Linked DNA regions of Sus scrofa: all the other regions are linked to region 3. The links are chromatin contacts, called in public Hi-C and promoter capture Hi-C maps. All regions are on one chromosome and are shown on one strand. Each heading gives the region's core, a stretch centred on a gene start, on an enhancer-like site or on the middle of the called end of the contact. The rest is flanking DNA. Distances are from core to core; before and after follow the strand shown.

Region 1 (4,258 bases), core at 1,041-3,540, 240 kb after region 3:
ATGGCTCTTAAGGCTAACCAGCTTTTGTTGCTGAAAGCCTTTTTTTCTGTGTTACCACTTACTCTTAGGGTTCAAAGCAGAAGGCTCTAGATTTCTGGGCACATTCTATTCCCTTTCAGTTTTGTTCTTGAACCAGCCACTTGTTGTTTGAGCTTGACTCTTCCTTGCGCAGACTTGCTAAGCAAAGCCAATAGGAACTAACACTGGCTTTGTGTTTTCCAGCCTCTTCTAGAGGCTTGTTAGATACTTTGCTCATGAAGTAATCAAGGACAATGCTTTTATTAAGTAATTTGATATTATCTTCATCTTTTCAGTCTCCAATAGCAATTTTATTGCCCTTCCTCCACTGTGCTACATATTTCAGGATCCCCAGTGCAAGGGAGTAAATTTTGTATGAATAACGATAACACTAGCTGCTGTACAAATAGGCCCAAGGATTTCAATGGCTTGACACAGTAAAAGTGTTGTTCTCGCTCATAAAATCTGGGTGATGACCATGCCAGTGGGGTGCCCTCCTCCCTCAAGTCATTCAAGAATTCAGAATGTCCACAATGAACTTCTCTGCAGAACACATACTGACTCACAGACTTTGAAAAACTTTGGTTTCCAAAGGAGAGAGGTTGGGGGGTGGAGGGGATGCACTGGGGGTTTGAGATGGAAATGCTATAAAATTGGGTTGTGATGATCCTTGTACAACTATAAATATAATCAATTCATTGAGTAATATTACAAAAAAAAAGTTCAGGATGTCCAAAGGAAAGCCCCCTACCACATGTGGTTTCCAAGGTCACCCTAAGAGTCATGTCCACGCAGCCCAGTCAGTCAGAGATGAGGCTGCAATGGGAGAATGGGCTCATAAAATTTCCCTTACATTTCATTTTCTAGAACTTGATCCATGGCTCCATCTAGATATAAGGGGCAAGGTGGCAGGAGGTATTCCTGCCTTTGCACTCACAGTGCTATGCCAAGAAGGGAGAAAACCTTTTTTTCCCCCATAGACAGTTAGGGATCTCCCAGAATTTAAAGCAAAAAGTGTATAAATCATGCAGACTCCATCTCTCTCCACCACACTCCAAGCCCTCTCCCTAATTGTTTCTTGGACTCACAGGAATAAGGGAATTGGCCAGGACGCCGTTCTCGGGCTTGCAGTGAGGGACCTTCCTCCTTTGATTCAGGCTGAGAAGGAAGTGAGGAAGGAACAGGCTGGGTGTCTTTAAATAACTGCTCTTTTCCCTGTTTTGGTGAAAAATACTTCTCAGGCTGAGCAATTACTAACTGCTGGCATTGGGGACTTTTTTAGACAAAGCAACTGAAAAGCTGAACCCCCCGTTCCCTGCTTCCCTGAGTGAGAGTAGGCAGAGGAGCAATGGAAGGAAGTAGGAGCCTGGAACAGCGCTTATGCGCTGGGACACTTTTCCCATTAATTACTTTTCACTTGAATAACAGGACGTGGGAGGTGGGCTGTTTGCTGCAGCTAATGGGGCACCATGGGATAGGTATTGCCAATACAGAGATGAGGGTTGGAACAGCCACTCCAGGGGCCACCATAAAACCAGTTTTATGGAAGAAGCTGCCGTGGTTTAAAACCAAACCCGATCAGACATGGAATTCTCTCCAGCAGCCCTTTCAGCACCAACTACACTCTTCTCAAAGCCATTCATTCTGTTACAAAAACCCCAGGCATTTCTCAGCCAAGGGGGAAGCAAAGTGAGTAAATTTTCCTTTTTGTAGAATGTGGACTTTTGTGCTTTAGGATGACCAGTGTCTCACACACACAGCTGATGATCCACTCAGACTGAGTGACCCTGACTAATCCACACAGATGAGGTTCTGCTTTACACAAAAGGGAGGGGGTTGCTCACCATTCAAAATAATTCATTCTTGGAGTTCCTGTTGTGGCACAGTGGTTAACAAATCCAACTAGGAATCATGAGGTTGTGGGTTCGATCCCTGGCCTTGATCGGTGGGTTAAGGATCCAGCATTGCTGTGGCTGTGGCATAGGCTGGCAATTACAGGTCCTCATTCATTCTCTAGCCTGGAAACTCCCATGTGCCGCCAGTGTGGCCCTAAAAGACAAAAAAAAAAAAAAAATTTGGTTTTACTTTAAATCAAGACTGGATTCATGGTGCTTTTAAAACACAGTGCAGTTCACACTCAACTTGTCAAAGGTACAGCAGTTATGTGAAGGGAACACCCTGTGGTAATGTAAGGACCTCAGCCCCTGGCTCCAGGGCTCCGGGCAGTCCAGCTGTCACAGCTACAAACAGGTGGTGTAAAACAATAGCTCGGCTGAGCCAACTCACTTTCCAAACCCTCCAGCAGCCAAGTGTCCGGCCAGAGTGTCAGCGAGCAGCACAGGCCACCACTTCGCCACCAGCTCATGGAGCCCCCGGCACTCCTCCTGCTCCTCAGCCTCTGCTCAGGTAAGGGCCAGGGCTGGGGGCGCTCCTTTGAGGCTAAAGCACTAGAAGCCCCCAAACCAGAGTCTTGCATCTTTGATGGGAACACAAAATTGCAGGGCTTCCCCAGCCTGAGGTGGCTCTGTCAGTTTCTCACCGATGTTGGTTTGACTGGGTTTGTGGATAAAGGTTTTTAGTTGGGGTTATTTGGTCAAATTTGGAGCTGCCTGGTCAAGAGCTACAATGTAGACATGCAAGTCTCTCCCTTCATCAGACCGGCATCCAAGTCACTCATATCATTAGATTCAGCAGGAGCTGTGGTCGTGTTTGACCAATTATAAAGACTTAGAAAGGCAACTTACAATCACAAGCAAAATGGTTCAGAAATCCTTTTATGGCTCTAGGAGAATTTTGAAAATGAAGTCAATTGATTGACAGCTCCACATGCCGGAGGGAGAAACCTATTCATGACTGTAACTAAACGCTCTCCATGAGAGCTGAAATATTTTCTTTTCTGAAGTTAAAAAGTCCATAGGAATGCATTCCTGCCTACTTTTTTTTTTTTTTTTTAAAAAAAGGACATGACTGTGTGTAGGTTTGGCTTTGGATTGAAACCATAAAAACTTACACAGCCCTTGACCTGCATTCAACTCTGAAATGTGTCACAACACAGCAGCTGAAACCCTAGCCTGAATCCCAAACTTCCGGTAAGGGGAAATAGATAGATTGCTTCATGTAAAAGTTTACTGGTGATATCAGCACAACTGAGAAACAAGGCGGCTGATGTTCTGTGGATTTCTCTTCTCTAATATTGCTCTGACAAACACAGGTCTTCCGGGCGAAAGCAGTGATGAGCTTTATTATTAATGTTTTTTCAATAACAGAGTTGAGGGGAATAGCCTAAACTCTGATAAATTATATCCTGTGGGATTTGGACTGGATCCAACTGACACTGGCCTGGTGGTGATGAGGGTGTGTGTAGGGTATGTGAGTGTATGTGTGAGTGTGTGTGTGTTGTGTTCATAAACAGTACACTCAATAGATATTCTTGAGTGATATATTTACATGTAAAAATCCTTAAGAGATCTCTTAGGACACCAAAGACCTCCAAAAATGCATGTTTAGATATTTTTACAGTATGTGATATGTATTTAGATAAAGCCTAGGGTTCTCTGGTGTCTTTTCATATAGATGGTTCACAGAAGTTTTGAGCGAGTGAAGCAATCCAATATCTTTAGTTATTTACTATAAGGAAATAGAACCTAAAGACATGAACTGCCCTGCCTGAAGTCACTTAATTTATAGACTTTGGAATGTGATCAGACTCCATTTGTGATATGCACAGTCAGAAAACACAGCCCGAAATTGCAAAGGTAGCAAGATTGAGATAAGAATTACCCAAGGTGACTGTTAACAGGACAGAAGTCCTTTTGCCCAATCAGGAGGCTGTTCCCTGCATAAAAATTCAGACTGAACCATTATGGTACAAAAGAACACTTTGAAATTGTGGCTGGGTTCCCCTACTTGGAATCAGTCCTTTGTGGGCAAAATTCTCATTCGCATCAGGGAATGTTAGCTTAACACATAAAGATCCCTGTCCTATTGCCATAGCACTTTCATTGCAACCTGCCTCTCTCTTCCAGCTCAGAAATCCCAAGCACTTCATTGCCACCTTTCTTGTGGCATGTTACTTTCCAACTCGTTCACAGCTATGTACATAAATGACAAGTGTCAATGTCCATGAGGGTAGAAGGACAGGATTTGTGTCAGATTCACATTTGAAAACCTTAAAGAAACTTTGTTCTTAAAACAAACTTTGCACACAGCCAATGTTCAGCAACTATGTGAGTGAGTTATC
Region 2 (4,103 bases), core at 818-3,317, 150 kb before region 3:
AAGCCATGACAGGAACTCCCTGAAATTAGTTTTAAAAGAAGGGGTAAATTGGCTCACACATGTATACAGGCCAGACCTGATAAAAAGTCCAGTGCCATTACAATTTCACTCTTATGCCAGATATCATTATTGAACTGCAGGTTCATTAACTCTCGAATACTATGCCCCACAATCTTCCAACAATTTCAGTTTCACTTGAGTTTGGAGATAATGTTTGAGGTTTTGGGGGTTTTTTTGTTTTTTTTTTTTTCTGCACTTGTGGCATGTGGAAGTTCCCACTCCAGGGATGAACCTGTGCCTACCCAAGGTGCTGCACTGACAAGGATCTCTTAGCCCTCTGTGCCACAAGGGAACTCCCTAAGATCGCATTTTATGTTCATACGTAAACTTCTCAGCCTTAACCCACTGTGCCACAAGGGAACTCTCTGAGATTATATTTTATGTTCATGTGTAAATTTAATTCATAATTTTGTTATAGACTAGAAATCATCACTTAATAGATGGAAAACAAAACATTGAAAAAAACACACTTTTAAAAAATAATGCAACTTTTTGTAGGAGCCCCATCATACTTTTCAACAGTGCCAGTGTGTATTTATTGAACAATCAATATTTGTGTTTTTAGGAGTGTATCTGTGTCAACTGCAGAGCAATAAACATTGTCCCTTTTGTCTTTTATGTTAATCAAAAGATTCCCCCCCCCCGCCCGGCTTTTTATCTTTTTAGGGCCTCACCCATGGCATATGGAGATTCGCAGGCTACTGGTTGAATTGAAGCTGCAGCTGATGACTTACGCCACATCCACAGCTGCACGGGATCCAAGCCACATCAGTGGCTGACACAGCTCATGGCAAGGAGGGATCCTTAACCCACTGAGCGAAGCCAGGGACTGAACCGTGTCCTCATGGATACTAGTTGGGCTCCTCACCGCTGAGCCATGGTGGGAGCTCTTCCCCCCTTCTTTTTAAACAGGTACTTTCAGAGCCTGACAGCTGTTTCCTTGGCATTGCATCAACCTACTAAGCGGTAGCATTAATATTTGTGGAAGAGTGCAATTTCTAAGCCATATTCTAATTTGGTGTCATTTGGTCCTCTCTAAAATATTAATACGGAGTTTTGAGGTTTTAAAGGTTTGAAATTATCGCTACTAAAATTGATCTATTTTTATCTATAGTAAGTAAACTGATAAAACAAGGTACACCATAACATGGAGGATTTTTTCTTATTAACAAGTCCTTCCATTGTTTTAAGTTATGGAGACATGGTAGAAGGCCACAATATTTCCTTTTAGTAAGTTACTTAGAATATATTTGTATGCCAATATCATACACCGGTGCTGGGCGCTTTGAGCCGGAGCAATCAGTTTCAGCTACAACTTAGTAAATTCGAACAAAAGCCGTTCATAGTAAAGGCTTTTTCGTTTATTTTCAGAACTGACATTTTGCTTTCGCGCCTTAGGCGTGTATGGGGGCTCGGGGGTAATTTCCAGCAAACTTCGCCTCTTCTAAACTTCAATTTAACCGAACCCCGCCCCTGCCTCCGCCCCCTCCCCACAGGCTTCACGGTAGCCCGAAGGTGGGTTTCGGTGCACGCCTCCCTACGCTTTACTCTTTTTCCTCCCGAGGGTCGGGAAATGACAGCAACGGAAATACCAGGCTCCCGGATATGACTTCTTCTGCTTTCTCTCCCGCTACTTGCAGCCTTTCCAGAGTTCACCTTTCCTCCCTGCACATCAACAACCTCCTCTAGCCACCTCAAGCAGCCACCTGCTGAGCGCCCCAGTCTCGCGCCCGCCTCCAGCCAGCTGCCAATCACCCTTCTGCAGCTCCTGGGTTACCGAGACAACACTCTTTCGACTGGTCCCGCCCCGTCCAGAATTGCTTCCCGCCCATCTGGCTCTTTATCCAATAGCCAGCGGTCGAGTAGTCTTTGGCTCCCGCCCCCTTCACCCCGGCCCTCCTGCAGTCCCGCCCCTTTTCCTACGCCTCACGGAACCACCTGACCCGGAGGCGCTTGGTCTGAAGGAAAGCAAGAAGGGGCGTGTGCGTGGAGGGGAGGGGCATGAGAAGAAAGGAGGGATGCCGGGAGTGGGGCGGAGAGAAGGGTTGTCAGTCCGATCTCGCGAGAGAGGACGGAAGCCTGTGGGAGCCCGTGGCCTTTAAAGTGTGGTTCAGCCCTTTCCTCCTGGGGTGGTTGGTAAACACCGCTGAGCTCGGGTATTCTCAGCCACTGAAAGAAGCATGAACTAGTGACTTGGAAAGGTGAGTGGTGATGGGGAGAGGGCTGCAGGACTGCAGACTGTAGGGATACGGAGAAAGAAGGCACTAATATGGCGACGTCGCTCACCATAGTCCCCACCCCCCGCTTCCCATCACCTCGGGCGCTCCTGACTCGGTGCCTAGCCCGCGGGGCGGCTGTGGCTGTGCTGCCACCTCAGCGGACCGCGCGGCGTCCGCTTCGCGAGCCGGACCGGCCAGGCTGGACCGTTAGGTAACTGGCATTTGTTGTTCCGGCCCCTCCCTGCTCGCGCGCTTTCCTAACGAAGAGGAAAAGAATAACGGCTCCTCTTAGACCCCTCCCCCTGATATAGCTTCCCCTTCTTTGGTCAGTTCAGAGGTCCCGGGGCACACGTCGGATTCGCCGAGGATGCAGGGAGACCCCCCGCTTCAGTCCTTAGATTGAACAGGAAGAGGGCTGGCTCTGGGCTCCCCACTCAGTGGTTTGGGGACTGTATGTGATGGTGGTGGCGGGGGGCAGGATCATGAGGCGCGGCTGAAAACAGGGTCAGGGTCTCTGGCTGTGGTGGAAGCTGGTGGAACAAATGGTGTAAGAACCTGGAGCTGGAAGTATCTGCCTTTTCTGTCCTTTCTGCCCCTTCATACTCTCGCCACCCCCTGCATTTTCCCAATGGGGCGGGGCTGAGGTGCGGGTGCAGATTGATTCTGGTATTTTCCCCCATTTTTTTTTTTTTTAACCTTACTGGGTAGACTGCAGAGCTTCTGTAGGGGAATAACCTGTGCTTTTTATTGATGCCCTAGGGACCGGGCCCGAGTGTGTGTGTGTGTGTGCGCGTGTGTGTGCGTTTTCTGTGTTCGCTGGTTGAACTGACGCTAGGAGGAGGGAGAAGGCGGAGGGGCTGGGAACTATTTTTGTTCCCTTAGGTAGCATAAAATTGTCTTTGCTTAATGAAAAGTTTTAAAACTGGTCAGGACAGGAGCAAAAGTACTGTGAATATGGTGGAGTAAAAGGGATTACTCCTGAGGAACCTTAGGCCTGTGACTAATCCCTTAATTATTATGTGAAAAGTTACAGATTCTTAGGAATTTTAAGTTTTGGAGACGGCAACAGTAAATAAATTTAATGTATATGTTTGAAATCAGGAAAAACCGGTTCCTTTGGGCACACTTTTTGTCCTATGTGAAGAAATCTATAACCATTGTCAGTAATCACCTTTCTAGGCACAATCTTAAAGCCTATATCCAAAACTATGAAGGTGAGAAGCTTGTTAAAAAGTCATCCCTACAGGGTTAAGTGCCCTGGAAGACAAATACAATAGCAATTATATTTTGTAATTGAATTTAAATTTATTACACTGACTTGAAGAATCCGCTGTAAGCACTGTTTTCAAAACTACAGGAACATCATTGTACAGTATGTTCAAAAATAGAGATGCCCTTCTTCAGATCACGAAGCAATTACGTTCATGGATCTTTAAGGTCATTAATAATTTAATTCTAATCTTTGTAAAATAATTTGTATGAATATTCCAAATGCAGTGTGTGCTGCTTTCCTAAGAAACATGTTTAATCTTGTTTTGAGAGAATGCTACTGCCATTAAGTTTTAGTTATTTAAAGTGTAATAGAGTGGTAGTTTAGAACACAGGTGTTTGGTTTTTAGTTGTCAGTAAGGAAGGGGCTTTCAGGGACTTTTGTGTGTTGTAAGATACATGCCTTCTGTAGATTTGATTGTATTTTCTGGAATTTGTTTTTTGAAATACCTTATTAGAATGTTTATTTAGTATTTGGGGCACTATATTTATTAAATGTGCAATCCAGAAATTCCTGCATTTACTTTTTTACTTAGAGTATATGTTTCATATTTT
Region 3 (4,065 bases), core at 499-2,998:
AAAATTTAATTATACAGGCAAAAATTTTCACAGAGTACAAAAGAGGCTAACCTAAGGTCCCGGAAAAATCTGTAATCCCTCTAAAATTGTGTGAAAAAATTTTGGTGCGTGATGGATGTACATAAACATTTTTTTTCAGGAAGAGAGACGGTATTTTCATTAGCACCTCAAAGGGAAATTAGGTGACCTCTGACTGAGAGATAAATGGTGTCCTTAGTTTCTGCTTTATCTGGTTATGAGCATTTTAGCAGCAATCTTTACACAGGTATAAAATCTGCCCCAGAAAGCTTTCTTGAGTTCCTCATTTATCTTCATGAGCTGTGTGTTTGTAATTTCTCATGAGCAGAAAGCCTGTTCAAAATTGAGTCCTTGTCATTAAAGATTTAAAATTCTGGGGATTGCCAGATTTATTTTGATATTAGTGGCTAAAGGAGAGCCATTTTCCAACATGAGAAAATTTCAAGCATATAGCATCTTAACTATTTGCCCAATGATGTTGAATTATTTTACTATTTCTTTTTTCTTGAGTTAACCGACATGAAACAAAAGGCTGGCTCCTCCTTCCAACCTGCTTTTCTTTTTTTTCTGATCTGAGTCTGCTGTGAAATGATGATGAAATTAACTGTGGCTCTATGTGAAGTAGTAATTTTCATTTTTATAACGATTTTGATCCTCAAGATAAATTAAATGGAAGATATTTATATAATATTCTTAAAAGAATTAGCTTAAAAGTAGAAAGAAGAGGAAAATGACCTTAGGGAATCTGAGCAACTGAAAGAGGAAAGACGCTTCCAGGAAGAAATGAGAACCAAAAAATCTACATGATTAGACACCAAAATAGTATCAAATCCCTAAGCAGAGAAACAAAAAAGGAGGAGGATTTTTTTTTTAGTGAAAAATATAGCAACTAGAGAATACTTATTTTTTGAATACATTAAATGAAAACGACCAAAACCCATCAAAACCGAGCTTTTCAAGAACATCTTTTGCTGATAACCTCAAGGCGTTATATGGCTTCTCTTTAATTAAGGCAAAGACAGAGGCGATCAGAGAACATCACAGAAAAAAGAATGTTGCCAGTGATTATCAGATAAATGCAAAAAGCTCAGGGGACCAATCTTTTGTGGTCAAGGAGACATGCCGGTCGGTGAGAGATGCTGATTATATTCCCCTAAGACAATATCAAAGAGGTGCAAAGTAAAAAAACAGAAAATTAAGTTTAAGCATTGGCCTTGTAACAAATTACTTTAGATATTCCCAGAAGCTTTTTAACCAACTCCTGTTTCCTCACATATGACAGTCTGACCAGAACTACTCCTGATGGCTCCTAAGTCCAAAGGGAGAGGAAAGCAACATTCAGTGCCTCTGCTCAACTCCAGGCTCCCTTCCCAGAGCCCAGTAGCTTCTAGTCAAGGGCTCCAGACTCCGTTAACCCAGGAGGCGCCAGGGGAGAGATATATCCTCAAACGAACCCAATCCCTAGATGACCCTGGCTGGGTCTTTGCATTCAAAGAGCATCCTCCAGAGACTCTTCCTCTTTCGAGTAACAGCTCAGTTCTTTTCCTCTCAGCGCCTCCACAAATCCCACTCAAGGAAAAACACCCTAGGATTTCAGTTAAATCGCTCACCACCCCCGCCCCGCCGCGCTCCAGGAGGCCGCCTCCTGGGCTGCCTGGGGCAGGAGGGGCGCGCGGCCCCGGCCGCCGCGCGCGCCCGTTGCCATGGGACGCACGGGGCTCCGCCGCTCGAGGGGGAGGCGGGAGGAGGCGCGGCGGCAGATCCAGCGGGAGACGCTATCGCAAGATGGCGTCTGCGAGGCCGCGGGATGCGGAGTGAGCGCGCCCCGCCGGGGGCTCTGCGAGGCTGCTCCTCTTGCCGCCGCCGCCGCCGCCGCCACTGCGGCGCCGCCTCTCCGCCTGCCATTGCACCGCGGCGAAGCCTTCCCGCCTCGCAGGTACCCGCGCCCGCGCGCGCTTCGCGTAGTGCACAGATGGCAGTGACAAGTGCCGGCTCGCCGAGGGCTAGCGGGTCCCCCCTTGTCCGGGTGCGTCTGACAATAACGCGTAAATAACTTTTTCTTGCAGCGGCCCCCTGCCCCCCGGCCTGCAGGCTCCCAGCGCGCCCGCGCCCCCACCACGCCCCTCCGACTCCCGCTCCCTCCGAGGTGTGAGCGTGTCGGGCAGATGCGGTGATCTCCGGCCGGCCTGGGAGGAGCGCGTGGACCAGCGGGCGGCGGCGAGCAGTTGGCAAGCGCCTTTACAATGGCCCTGACCCTGTTTGGTAAGTGGAGCCCTTTGCCCACGCCGCCGCAGGTGGGCCGCGCCCTGGGGCTGGGGGGCGGGAGCCGGGGCGCCTGGTGTGGGGACGCCGTGCGCAGTGTCGGCTGCCGGCCGGGGCAGCGGAGTTGGGGCGCCCCGGGCGCCGGGCTCGTTCCCTTGCTCCTCTCCCATTGTTTCCTCTCCAGGCAGGGCCGATGGGCGTGTGCTCCCCTGGCCAATTCTGGGCTGGGAGGCTCTTTGGTCCTGGGTATTTTGTAAACCGAGGATTCTCGAAGATGCCAACTTGGGAGCGAAGTTAGCTGGATGTTTCCAAACCTGTGTTTCTCAAGTCGGTAAATAAAGATCGTGGAAAGTTTATTTATTTTGAACAAGATGTCTGTGTATCCCAGCCCCCCGTGGAATTGCCAAATGCATGTATTGATTCCTGTTGGGTTTGGGGGGATTTTTTTGGAGTCGGTATATTCCATTAGAAACAAGAATAAGTGGTGCACTTACATTAATATTTGTTAGAATTGAAAACGTTAGCTCTTACAAATATGAGCAGACGGAAGAAAGTTCGTACTGAAAATAAGTAATTTCAGGAGAATATCTTGGAATATTTTAGGAAAGAAATCTTACTTCTGTAATGTAATTACAGTAACACCATTGTTTCAGTGGTTGACTTAAAGTGTTTTTATTCCCCCCCCCCAGAGTTTGTAGTGACAATAGGTTGGAAAGAAGAACTGAAAAAATACTTCATTTTCTTTTACATAAACAGACCATGATACATGTGTACCTTGCTTTAAGAAAACTAAATAGGGGGAAATTTAGATGTTAAAAGTATCAGTTTTTCAAAGAAGAAAAGTACACTGATATGTACCTGATAGCTACAAGGACAGTTTTAGTAAGTTACTCAAAATATCAAGTTTCCAGTTACATTTTAATAATGTCACTTGATCAAGCACGTTACAGGCATCACATACCACAGTGCTTTTTGATGTAAATACTTCAGAGTGAATTAAATTGCTGGAATCAAAGAGTTACTTTCCTTTAACCATCTTATTTTACAAATTAAATGTAGACCCAGAGAGGTTATTTCCCAAGGTCACATGGCCCTTTTGTGGTAAAACTGAGCCTGGAACATAATATGCCAGTCTTCAGTCTGGGGCATGTTTACTTAACCCAAATACTCACAGTACTAGAAATGACATGTCTTATTTGGTGTTGGTTCTCCATAAGTGCTTTTTTTTTTTTTTTTTTTAAATCATTCTTCTTTCTCTCAAAGAAATAATAATTTCTTGATTTCCAATGCCTTGAATCAAATCTGCATTACTTAGTAGAAGCATTTCCTTTTTTTTGGTACACAAGTTTTAAATGATGGAAGGTTTTTCTCATAGTTGATATTTCTTTTGCAGAAATGTTTATACATTGTTGTAGCTAATGCATAGCAGTCAGATCTACTGAAGTGAATTCTCTTTACAGCTATTTCTGATTAAATTCATTTTCCTTTCTAAAGATATAGCCTGAATTTTCAAGGTTTGTTTTCAAAGGTAAGTTGTACACATCAACGACTTTCCAAAGACTGACGTTCTCAAGGAATAAAACAGATAAATTGGGGAGAAGTGGAGTATGTGATAAGGCCCTTTTAAATGGATTCCTGTTATTAAACCTTTACTGAGGTGTGGGTGAGGAAAGGAAGAGCATGGAATTGGACCTCTAGAAGTATCTTTAAAATTTTAAAGCAGTCTTGTGGGAAAATGGAGTTTAGTTTACAACATCCAATCTGGTTAGTTTTTAAGAACATTTC

The links. Promoter capture Hi-C pulls out the DNA fragments that hold promoters and counts their contacts. Hi-C and Micro-C count contacts between places; a contact is called where the count stands out from the background.
Region 1: a contact with region 3 is called in a promoter capture Hi-C map of skeletal muscle, with 7 times the contacts expected there. The contact joins the promoter of CHRNA1 here to the promoter of CHN1 in region 3. A contact is called at or near these places in 4 of 5 promoter capture datasets (fetal liver, fetal skeletal muscle, liver and 1 more), 9 of 47 Hi-C or Micro-C datasets (alveolar macrophages, epiblast stem cells, fetal liver and 6 more) and 2 of 2 datasets of contacts at active chromatin or transcription factors (alveolar macrophages and skeletal muscle).
Region 2: a contact with region 3 is called in a Hi-C map of epiblast stem cells, with 1.6 times the contacts expected there. The contact joins the promoter of ATF2 here to the promoter of CHN1 in region 3. A contact is called at or near these places in 3 of 47 Hi-C or Micro-C datasets (embryonic fibroblasts, epiblast stem cells and heart right ventricle).

The regions. Positions count from the first base shown.
Region 1 is chr15:80,690,288-80,694,545 of Sscrofa11.1, reverse strand. CHRNA1 (acetylcholine receptor subunit alpha) reads left to right here and starts at 2,290. Exons shown (of 9, transcript XM_021075437.1): 1 at 2,290-2,424. The coding sequence starts at 2,382.
Region 2 is chr15:81,074,537-81,078,639 of Sscrofa11.1, reverse strand. It overlaps ATF2 (cyclic AMP-dependent transcription factor ATF-2), which reads left to right and starts at 2,067. Exons shown (of 14, transcript XM_021075925.1): 1 at 2,067-2,261.
Region 3 is chr15:80,925,429-80,929,493 of Sscrofa11.1, reverse strand. It overlaps CHN1 (N-chimaerin), which reads left to right and starts at 1,748. Exons shown (of 14, transcript XM_021076315.1): 1 at 1,748-1,954; 2 at 2,085-2,280. The coding sequence starts at 2,262.